Linked DNA regions of Mus musculus: region 2 is linked to region 1. A link is a contact called in public Hi-C data. All regions are on one chromosome and are shown on one strand. Each heading gives the region's core, a stretch centred on a gene start, on an enhancer-like site or on the middle of the called end of the contact. The rest is flanking DNA. Distances are from core to core; before and after follow the strand shown.

The links. A called contact is a pair of places that touch in the nucleus more often than the background predicts.
Region 2: a contact with region 1 is called in a Hi-C map of cerebellum, with 2.7 times the contacts expected there. The contact joins two enhancer-like sites. A contact is called at or near these places in 1 of 15 datasets of contacts at CTCF or cohesin (pro-B cells), 10 of 484 Hi-C or Micro-C datasets (the AML12 cell line, the STO cell line, cerebellum and 5 more) and 2 of 115 datasets of contacts at active chromatin or transcription factors (CD8 T cells and acute myeloid leukemia).

Annotation. Positions count from the first base shown.
Region 1 is chr7:75,203,371-75,207,587 of GRCm38.p6, forward strand. It overlaps Sv2b (synaptic vesicle glycoprotein 2 b), which reads right to left. Exons shown (of 13, transcript NM_153579.4): 2 at 2,720-3,552. The coding sequence starts at 3,170. Among named protein-coding and RNA genes, the nearest start is that of 1500012K07Rik, 100 kb to the right of the region's middle. Within about 2 kb of position 2,216, at least 2 of the 459 cell types and tissues checked have an H3K27ac peak or open chromatin away from gene starts, as enhancers often do. A contact at or near this core is called in cerebellum, where this site is marked.
Region 2 is chr7:75,364,853-75,369,069 of GRCm38.p6, forward strand. It overlaps the pseudogene Gm10161. Among named protein-coding and RNA genes, the nearest start is that of Sv2b, 58 kb to the left of the region's middle. Within about 2 kb of position 1,874, at least 27 of the 459 cell types and tissues checked have an H3K27ac peak or open chromatin away from gene starts, as enhancers often do. A contact at or near this core is called in cerebellum, where this site is marked.

The DNA of each region.
Region 1 (4,217 bases), core at 966-3,465:
TAGTGTCATTATCCTTACTTATTCCTCAGGAAAACTGAGTTACAGGAGTTAGAACTTGCCTAAGGTCACTAACATAGTTAGTTGAGAAATTCTCATGGTCATTCTCCAGTGCTCAAGTTATTACCCAGTGTAGCATGATCCCATATGGAGAGAAGGCTGCACAGGGCATGACTTCTTTTCTGTAGCCTAAGATTAAGAAAAAAGCAGGATGGCACAGAAGAGTTACCCCAGACCTCAAAGTCAGGCAGTCCTGCCATCATGCCCTGTTAGGCACTTGCTATCTCTGTGGGCTTGGATAAAGCTCTCCAAATCTTTCTCCATGTGGCTAACCTACAAGGAGATGACTCCAAGACTCTCAGTCATCCACCCTGCTGATCAACTTAGATTCATGTTTTTTTTTTTTTTTTTTTTGACTACATAGGAAATCTTCTGGGCACCCAAGATGGGAATCTCTGCTCAGGGTCTATGTGCCCTTCTCAGTTTGAGTCATAGCATCTTGGTAACTTGGAGGGCAAAATTGTACCAGTGTGGGCTCTCTAGACCATAACCACATTTGCTCATCGCCTGCCCAGTGTTTTCCCTGGGAGAAGTAGGAGCTGTCACAATACTGCATGTCTACTATTAAGGTTGCTGGGCATGTAGTGCCAGAGACACTGATGGGCATGAAACCATCATTGACATTGCCAGAATAAACAGGGACTTGGGTTTCAGTTGGGCATAGCACAAAAACAAGTTGATAACTTAAAAATGCGTAAGTCAGTTACAGATGGATTGGTTTCAGTTAGAAATTTTGTTCTTTTCCCTTGCCTAATCAAAAACCTACCACAGGAGCTGAGGAGATGGTTTAGCAGTTAAAAGCACTGGCTGCTCTTCCAGAGGAACCAGGTTTAATTCCCAGTGGCAGCTCACAACTGTTTGTAGCTCCAGTTCCAGGAGACCTGATACTCACACAGATATACATGCAAGTATAACACCGATGCACATAAAAGTAAAAATAAATAAATGATTTAAAACCTACTATTTAACATTTAAAGTCGGGTAGTATGTATATGCATATGCAGGGACACTCATGTGTAACTAAAAATTCTATTGGCTTTTAAAAGCTGAATAACACTCCAGCTTCTCAAAGCATCTGTTTTTATATACTTAGTCTCCTTTGATTTCCTCGGTCATGCCTGATGGAGCCCTAATCATTCAAATGGCATTATAGATTAAGCATAAATGTATAAGACAAGGCTTAATGACCCAGAGATAAAGGTTTTTGTTCAGCTAGTTTGGGAGGTTTGGTTGCTGTTGTTTTGTTCATCTGGTGACAATTCTTCATATTGCTTTATATATGCATTTCTTACTTTTTTTCCTGATTTTGTGATAGTCTCACTAAATACCACAAGCTGTGTTCAAGTTCACAGTCCTCCTGCTTCCACCCAAGCTCAGTCTCAGTTTTACTGAAGCACAATCATGTCTACTGGTTTATATACTGTCTTCATATCATTTGGATTACAGAATGGGATTTGAATACCTGTGACAGGGGCCATCTGGGCTTCAAAAATGTTTGCTATCTCAGTCTTTTCATAAATGCTTGTTAACTCCTTTGCCAAAGTCAAGGTCTAGAACCACACAAGACACATTCCAATGTTTATCCCTGAAGTTATTAAATCTGTGTTTATAAAGACTTTCTTGTCTTGTGATATATATTTTTAAAGACACAAAACCTATTTTTAATCCAAGACTGTTTCACAGATACCAGCATATTATAGACCAGAAATATGTATGTACCTACTTGTTGAATCAATGAATTTGGTGCTGGGCAGCTTTTGAACTCCTGGGGACCATACTTATTCTTTATCTTGAATGATAAACTGGTTCATGGTAAGTACTCAATAGCTTCATATATCTTGGGCTCTATTTGGACACTAAATGTAGAGGGTACATATGTTTTTCAGACCATTTGGTGATCAAGACAAACCCATGGCTCTATTATGATAAATTTCTTCTATTCCACACCATTTGTGCTCATCCTCTCTATAACTTCACAAAATCCTTTCTGCCTCGAGCCCTGATGCCTGAGGCTTGGATCTGACAGTCCTGGTCTGCTAACTGACTTGCAAGCTGGTCCTCTATCCTTCAGAATACATCTGTGCTTCACACCATGGTACTTAACTGCCTACGGGGACTCTGCATGTGGGTATGCTGAAGCCCATCAGTCATCCAAGCCACATGGGCACTCAGCCACTAACTCTCAGTACAAGAGGAGCTGGGAGCAGATGCTATTGGATTCTTGGAAGACACATAAAGAAAACATGATGGACCAGACCTCTGGCTTACCCCTTCCAAAATGTATTGTTACTTGGATATGGAAGATGGTTTAATAGTCTGTCATTCGAGAAAACAAGATTTGGGAATCAAAGAAAGCTACGAATCAAAAAGACTTGGAAAAAAAACAAGCTATGATACTAGCTATGAAAGTTTGAGTTAATAAATTAATTAGTGTCCATAATATAACATCTTAATGGCAAAATGACTATAAAACTTATAACTTTGCAGGATATCCAACAGTGACAAGCTATACGTGTGTGTGTGTGTGTGTGTGTGTGTGTGTGTGTGTGCTTATATGTGTATGTGTAAATATATACATATGTAAATATATACATTTATATTCTCCTTGACTTTCATATACTTGATGTCACAAGGAAAATAACCTTTGGAAGTTCCTACTTACCAAGCATTCCTTTCTTGGAACTGGACAGACACATGTCTTTCTCTGCACTTGGCAGAGCAAAGCTCACTACAAATATTTCCACTCCATCAGCCATCAAGGCCAAACCCAAGACGAAGAAGAGGGTCCACTGGAAGCGCCCATGGCCACACTCATCAATGATGGTCTCATATTGGTGAGCCAGCTCCTCCTCATCTTCCATCCTCTCAGCCATCAAGTCTGCCTGGCCCCCAAGACCATCTGCTCTGGAGGGCGCCATCTTGGTCTGCTTAGACTTGACATCATCTGGATGAGGGATGCCTTGGTACTCGCCTTCATAGATCTCATCTTCCTCGTCATGGCCTTCTGTAACATCGCTCTGTGCATCTTCTTCCTGATTCTGCTCATTGCTACGGTAGTAGCCATCACTAGGGGCATAGCCCTCATAGTTGTCCCGATACCTGTAGTCATCCATTCCTTGGTTCTGGGATTGTCTGGTAGCCGCTCAAGCTATATCTCTTGCTCTGTGGTAAATATTTGGGCTGTTCCAATAACCATCATCTATTATATCATTGAAATGGTGAGCATGCTCATGAGACTTTTTCAATAAAATCACCTTTTCAATTTGTTTCTCAAATCAACCAAATTCATACAAAGACAACCTAAGTAGCCTTTTGTGCTGGTGTGTGTTAAACGTCTTCGGAAAGTATCAAATTCTGGTCTGTTCTCCTTATATGACCCAGAGGCTTGTGCTGGGAGTAACTAAAAATGGGTCCAGCTGCTCTCTTTGACAAGGTCGGAGCAGTGCTTGGCAGCTCACTGGCTGTGATGTTTGTCCTTCTCCTGAAGGTTATAGCCTAGGAATAGAGACAGAAAAAATAGTTAGAACAGTCTGAATAGATAGACTAGTTAGAAAAGTCTGAGATTCTGACATGATCTTTGAATTAAATGAAGATATTTACTAATACTCATATTTCATGTGTAAGGTGAAGCATATTTTGGTTAGACATTTGAACTCACATAAGCTAAGTGAGGAAGGAATTGTAAGGGTAGTGAATGCAACCATGGGTAGAGAAGCTCTTTGAGCTTTGAAGAACCCGGTGAAGGTCAAAGATCAGATCTTATACAGGAATTCAAAAGGAAGTGGTCAAGGAATTTTTCAGTACAAGGCTATTTTGTGTTACGGGTTTCCTTTGAACTTATCAAGCTTTTGCCAACAGTAGAACTATCCCATGGGTCAATTTCTCTTGTGAAAATGTATGCTTTTCCAGCTTCAATATGAAGTAATTGTATCACTTTACATTTAGAAGTATAGAATGCAGAAATAGCTTTCTCTAGAGCCCAGCTTGCTTTTGAGATCAGCACTGTGGCTCAAAGGCCTCTATGACCTTGTACTTGGCTCAAATGGGTAAGAACAGGAGTCAAATATGAGACTCAGAGCCATATCTCCCAGATTTTTATGGGAGACCTGAGGCTTGGAAAGAGTCTGTCATACATGAGAGTCATGTTTCATGAGACAATA
Region 2 (4,217 bases), core at 624-3,123, 160 kb after region 1:
CTGTGTGTGCTATGTTTTTTTTAATGACTGGCAGCACAGTAGGGCTTTTACACCAGCAGCATCACAAACACGACTATCGCACTAAGCGCTAAAACTTTCCAGTGCTAATATAATCCTATGGGACTGCTATCTCACGTGTGACATTTACGAAGCATCTAACTCAACTCAGACAAGAGAGAAGCCTAAGCAAAAAGTAGCTGAAACAGAGTCGTGTGGTATACAGTTAAACATCTAGCTTGGCAGTTTGTTTTCCCGATTAAGCTATTTATCTCAAGTACCTCTTTGTGTCCTTCCTACCCATTGGTGGGGGGCGAGGGGGTGCATGTGCGTTCAAGTGCGCACACCCTTGGTTTTTTGAAAAAAGGTCTTGTTATATTGTCTAGGTTATTTTTAAACTCAAGTTCCTTTTGCCTCAAATCCCTGACTATTGGAATTACAAGTGTGTACCACCATGCTTGTCTGCAGTTGTTCTTAACTAACCTTTGAAGACCGTTCTGGCTTGAGAAACAGGTAATAGGACACAATTGATGATTCTCCAACAGTCCTCCAGCGCTTACTGCTTCTGAACTCGATGCCATCACAGGAGTACAAAAAGAAAGCTCCAGGCTCCAAAGCACTCATATATGCAGACCAGCCACCCAGAAGAGCGCTTCCAAGCCTTTGTCAGTGCTGGCTCTTCCATAATAGCCTCTGTGGCAAGAACCAGCAAATCAATAGCCAGAAAGAAGAATGTCAATTACTTGAGCATGGTTGTCACTAGTCACTCTCCCCTCCCCTATCACAGAGCTCTGAATGAGAACGGGAAGCTCAGAGTAATTGCACAAGAGGCCAGAACTAAACCTCAGCTGTGGGCAAGTTGTAGTTAGACTTAAATAGCAGTAGTGCCTTCCACGATTTAGAAACATGACCAAAGCAACTTGGGGAGGAAAGGGCTTATTTGACTTACACTTTCATATCACAGTTTACCATCAAAGGAAGTCAGGACAAGAATTCAAACAGGGCTGGACCCTAGAGGCAGGAACTAATGCAGAGGCCATGGAGAGGTGCTGCTTACTGGCTTGCTTCCCTAGTCTCGCTCATCCTGCTTTATGACAGAACTCAGGACCACCAGGCCAGGGATACCACCAACCATAATGAGCTGGGCTATCCCCCATCAATCACTAATTAAGAAAATGCCCACTCTCTGCCATATCTCTGCCATCATGGACATGAGTCATGTGCAGCCCATCAAGCTGGCTAGGGTAACCAAAGTACTGGGCAGGATTGGTTTGCAGGGACAGTACATGCAGGTGAGAGTGGAATTCATGGATGACACCAGCCGCTCTATCATCCGAAATGTCAAAGGCCCTGTTCAAGAGGGTGATGTGCTCACCCTATTGGAGTCAGAAAGAGAAGCTCGCAAGTTGTGTTGACCTTGCTGCTGGGTCCTGGATATCCACTACTTAGCCTACTTGGAATGACCTGCAATTGTTAAATAAAACATTTGTATTAAGTCTTGAAAAGAAAAGGGAAAAGGAAAAGCCCTTCAGGCTTGCCTAAAGCCTGATTCTAGGGAGGCATTTTCTCAAGTGATGCTCCCTCCTGTCTGATGACTCTAGCTTGTGCCATGCTGGTATAAATCTAGCTAGTTAGTACAGGGATCAAGGGGGAACATCTCTCCTGCACACAGAGTTATCTTGCAGTTTCGTTTCCATCGCACACAAAAGCAGACTTAAGCAGAATGACCCGTCCAGGAGACTGAAATGGAATGTAGCAACTGCTTCATCACCCTAAATTACACAAAGGTATTCTCGGGTTCACTGTGATCGCCTAGCATTAGAGCGATATGGCCTCCAGTGACAGCAGTGCCTGGTTCAGCAGCGCCACCGTGTGTTAGGATCATCACTGACAACCCAAACTCAAAAGCATCAAGCCTTTAGTTTGCCCTGATGGCAGTTGGGAACCTCTGTGAATCACAGAGTATCTTTCAGGGGAAAGAGCCATGGAGTTGTCACAGAAAGGGGGACAGCAAAAGTGAGAAGGGATGGTTCTCACTACCAAGGGTATCAGATCATGGAATGAGTTAAGTTAAATATTGAATGTGTATCTCAAGCTACGGAATAAACAAGACAGCCTTTTGTACCCTCCACAATATAGTGGCGTGATGGGCTCTACATCTCTGATTTCATTTACTCCTAGCAACAAAGACTATATGGTGTGTATTTACCTTCATTATGGGACCAAGCTGAAGATCAAAAGTTCAGCAACGTGCTCAAAGAAACACTGGCCCGTGACATTCTCTGTTCCAAGTAGGCATAGAACAGTAGAGAGAGCTAAGAAATTCCACAGTCAAGGCTGAGAACCTAGTAAGTGGAAACTCTAGTTTCTAGCAACTGCAGCCTAAATATCACAAAATTCCTACTCGAATCTGGGCATGGTGGTGCATGCCTTTATCCCAGGACTTGGGAGGCAGAGGCAGGCAATCATTGTGAGTTTATGAGCAGGCCAGGCTACATAGTGAGTTCGAGGATAGCCAGAGTTACATAGAGAATATGCTTCAATAATAATAATAATAATAATAATAATAAATGCTTCAAATGCCTGTTCATTTCCTCCACTAATTTCTCAGCAGGTCTGCTAAAAAGACCAAAGTATATCAATAAATACCATTATTCTTACTATTAAATGCTTTTCTAATTTCCTGAGTACAATGGCAAACTTGACTTAATTTGTCTTTGCAAATCAAGATACAACTTTATAAAACCCAGTCGTTAGATGAAGTGGCCCATCTGTCTGTGGCTAGAGCAGATGATTGTAAGGGTAGAGCTGGCAGAGAGTCAGATGCAATGGGGCATTCCTGTAATCCTAGCACTTGGGGGTTAGGAGGTAGGAAGATCAAGAATTCAAGGCCACCCCTACTACATATCAGTTCAAAGACCACTTGGGTTGTATGAAATCTTGTCTCAAAAATAGATATACTTAGTATTATATACATAACAATTTCAATATATAAAAAAATGAATTAGTACTACCATGTAGCTCAATATAAAGAAATCTACAAATATTGACACCTTCTCTTACTTTTTACACTTCGGTGTTTTGGAGGGACAGGGATGTATTGATCTGAGATTGTTTAGACATACACTAAGTAGTTCGTGGGAAGAAACTGGATGTGCCCTCAAAGAGTGCTTTCTCGGTTTTCCCCATAAGAACATTATAAACTCAGAATGAAGCCAGTGTCCACAGGTCTTGTTACAAGGAAAATCTTAGTGAAATTAGGCCTTGCTGCGTAAATGCTACCGTGCCACTAATGATGTCAGGAGTGGGAAAGGAAAGTGAGAGCAAACATCTTCTTCATGAGGAGAGGAGTGAGTTCCCCAAAGCTAATGAGAAGATAAGTTAAAGCAGCCACAGAGAAAAAAGGGGGTGCAGAGAAGTAGACATGAGTGTGTAATGGTTAACTACACACAAACAAAATACCCTGAAACTCGGTGGCCCGATACAGCAGTTACTCACGATCACTCACCTCTGCAGACTTCAGCTGGCCTAGGCTGGAGCTGGCCTGGCGGCTCTGCTCCTCTCTATAGATCTACTGGTCGACTGAGAGGACTTTGCCCCACATCTCTGGTGCTTCTTCTGAAGCCAAAATTGAATTCTTATCTCTCAAAACAGGAACACAGAGATAGTTCTCTGTAGGACTGGCAATGTTTTGATTATTTATTTGAGAAGAGAAATTAACGCTCAGAGAACTGAGGATTAGAACAGTGAACAACACTGGTATATCTTAAAGACGTTTTGTTAAGTGAAACAAGCCAGTCACGAAAAGAGTAGATGGTTCTTCCTACATGAGGTTCCTAGAAGGACGGATTCATTGAGACAGAGGAAAAAGAATGGCTTCCGAGGGCAACGGGAAGGTATGGATAATTAATGGTTAATTTTAAGTGAGATTACAGTTGATGAAAATAAAGGCATTCTGAGAATCGTGAGCGTTGTGGTCATGAGTGTATATAATACCCCTGAACCACACTCAGTGGGGAATGGTGCTTGCTGTCAAATCTGACCACCTGACTTTAAACCCCAGAATCAATTTGGTAGAAGGAGAGAAATGACTCTTGGAAAGTGTCTTCTGACCTCCCCATGTGTCAGGCTTGCTTGTGCACACACAGAATGAATGAATGAGTGAGTGAATGAATGAATTAATGAATGAGCAAACAAACAAATAGATAAACAAATAAAGC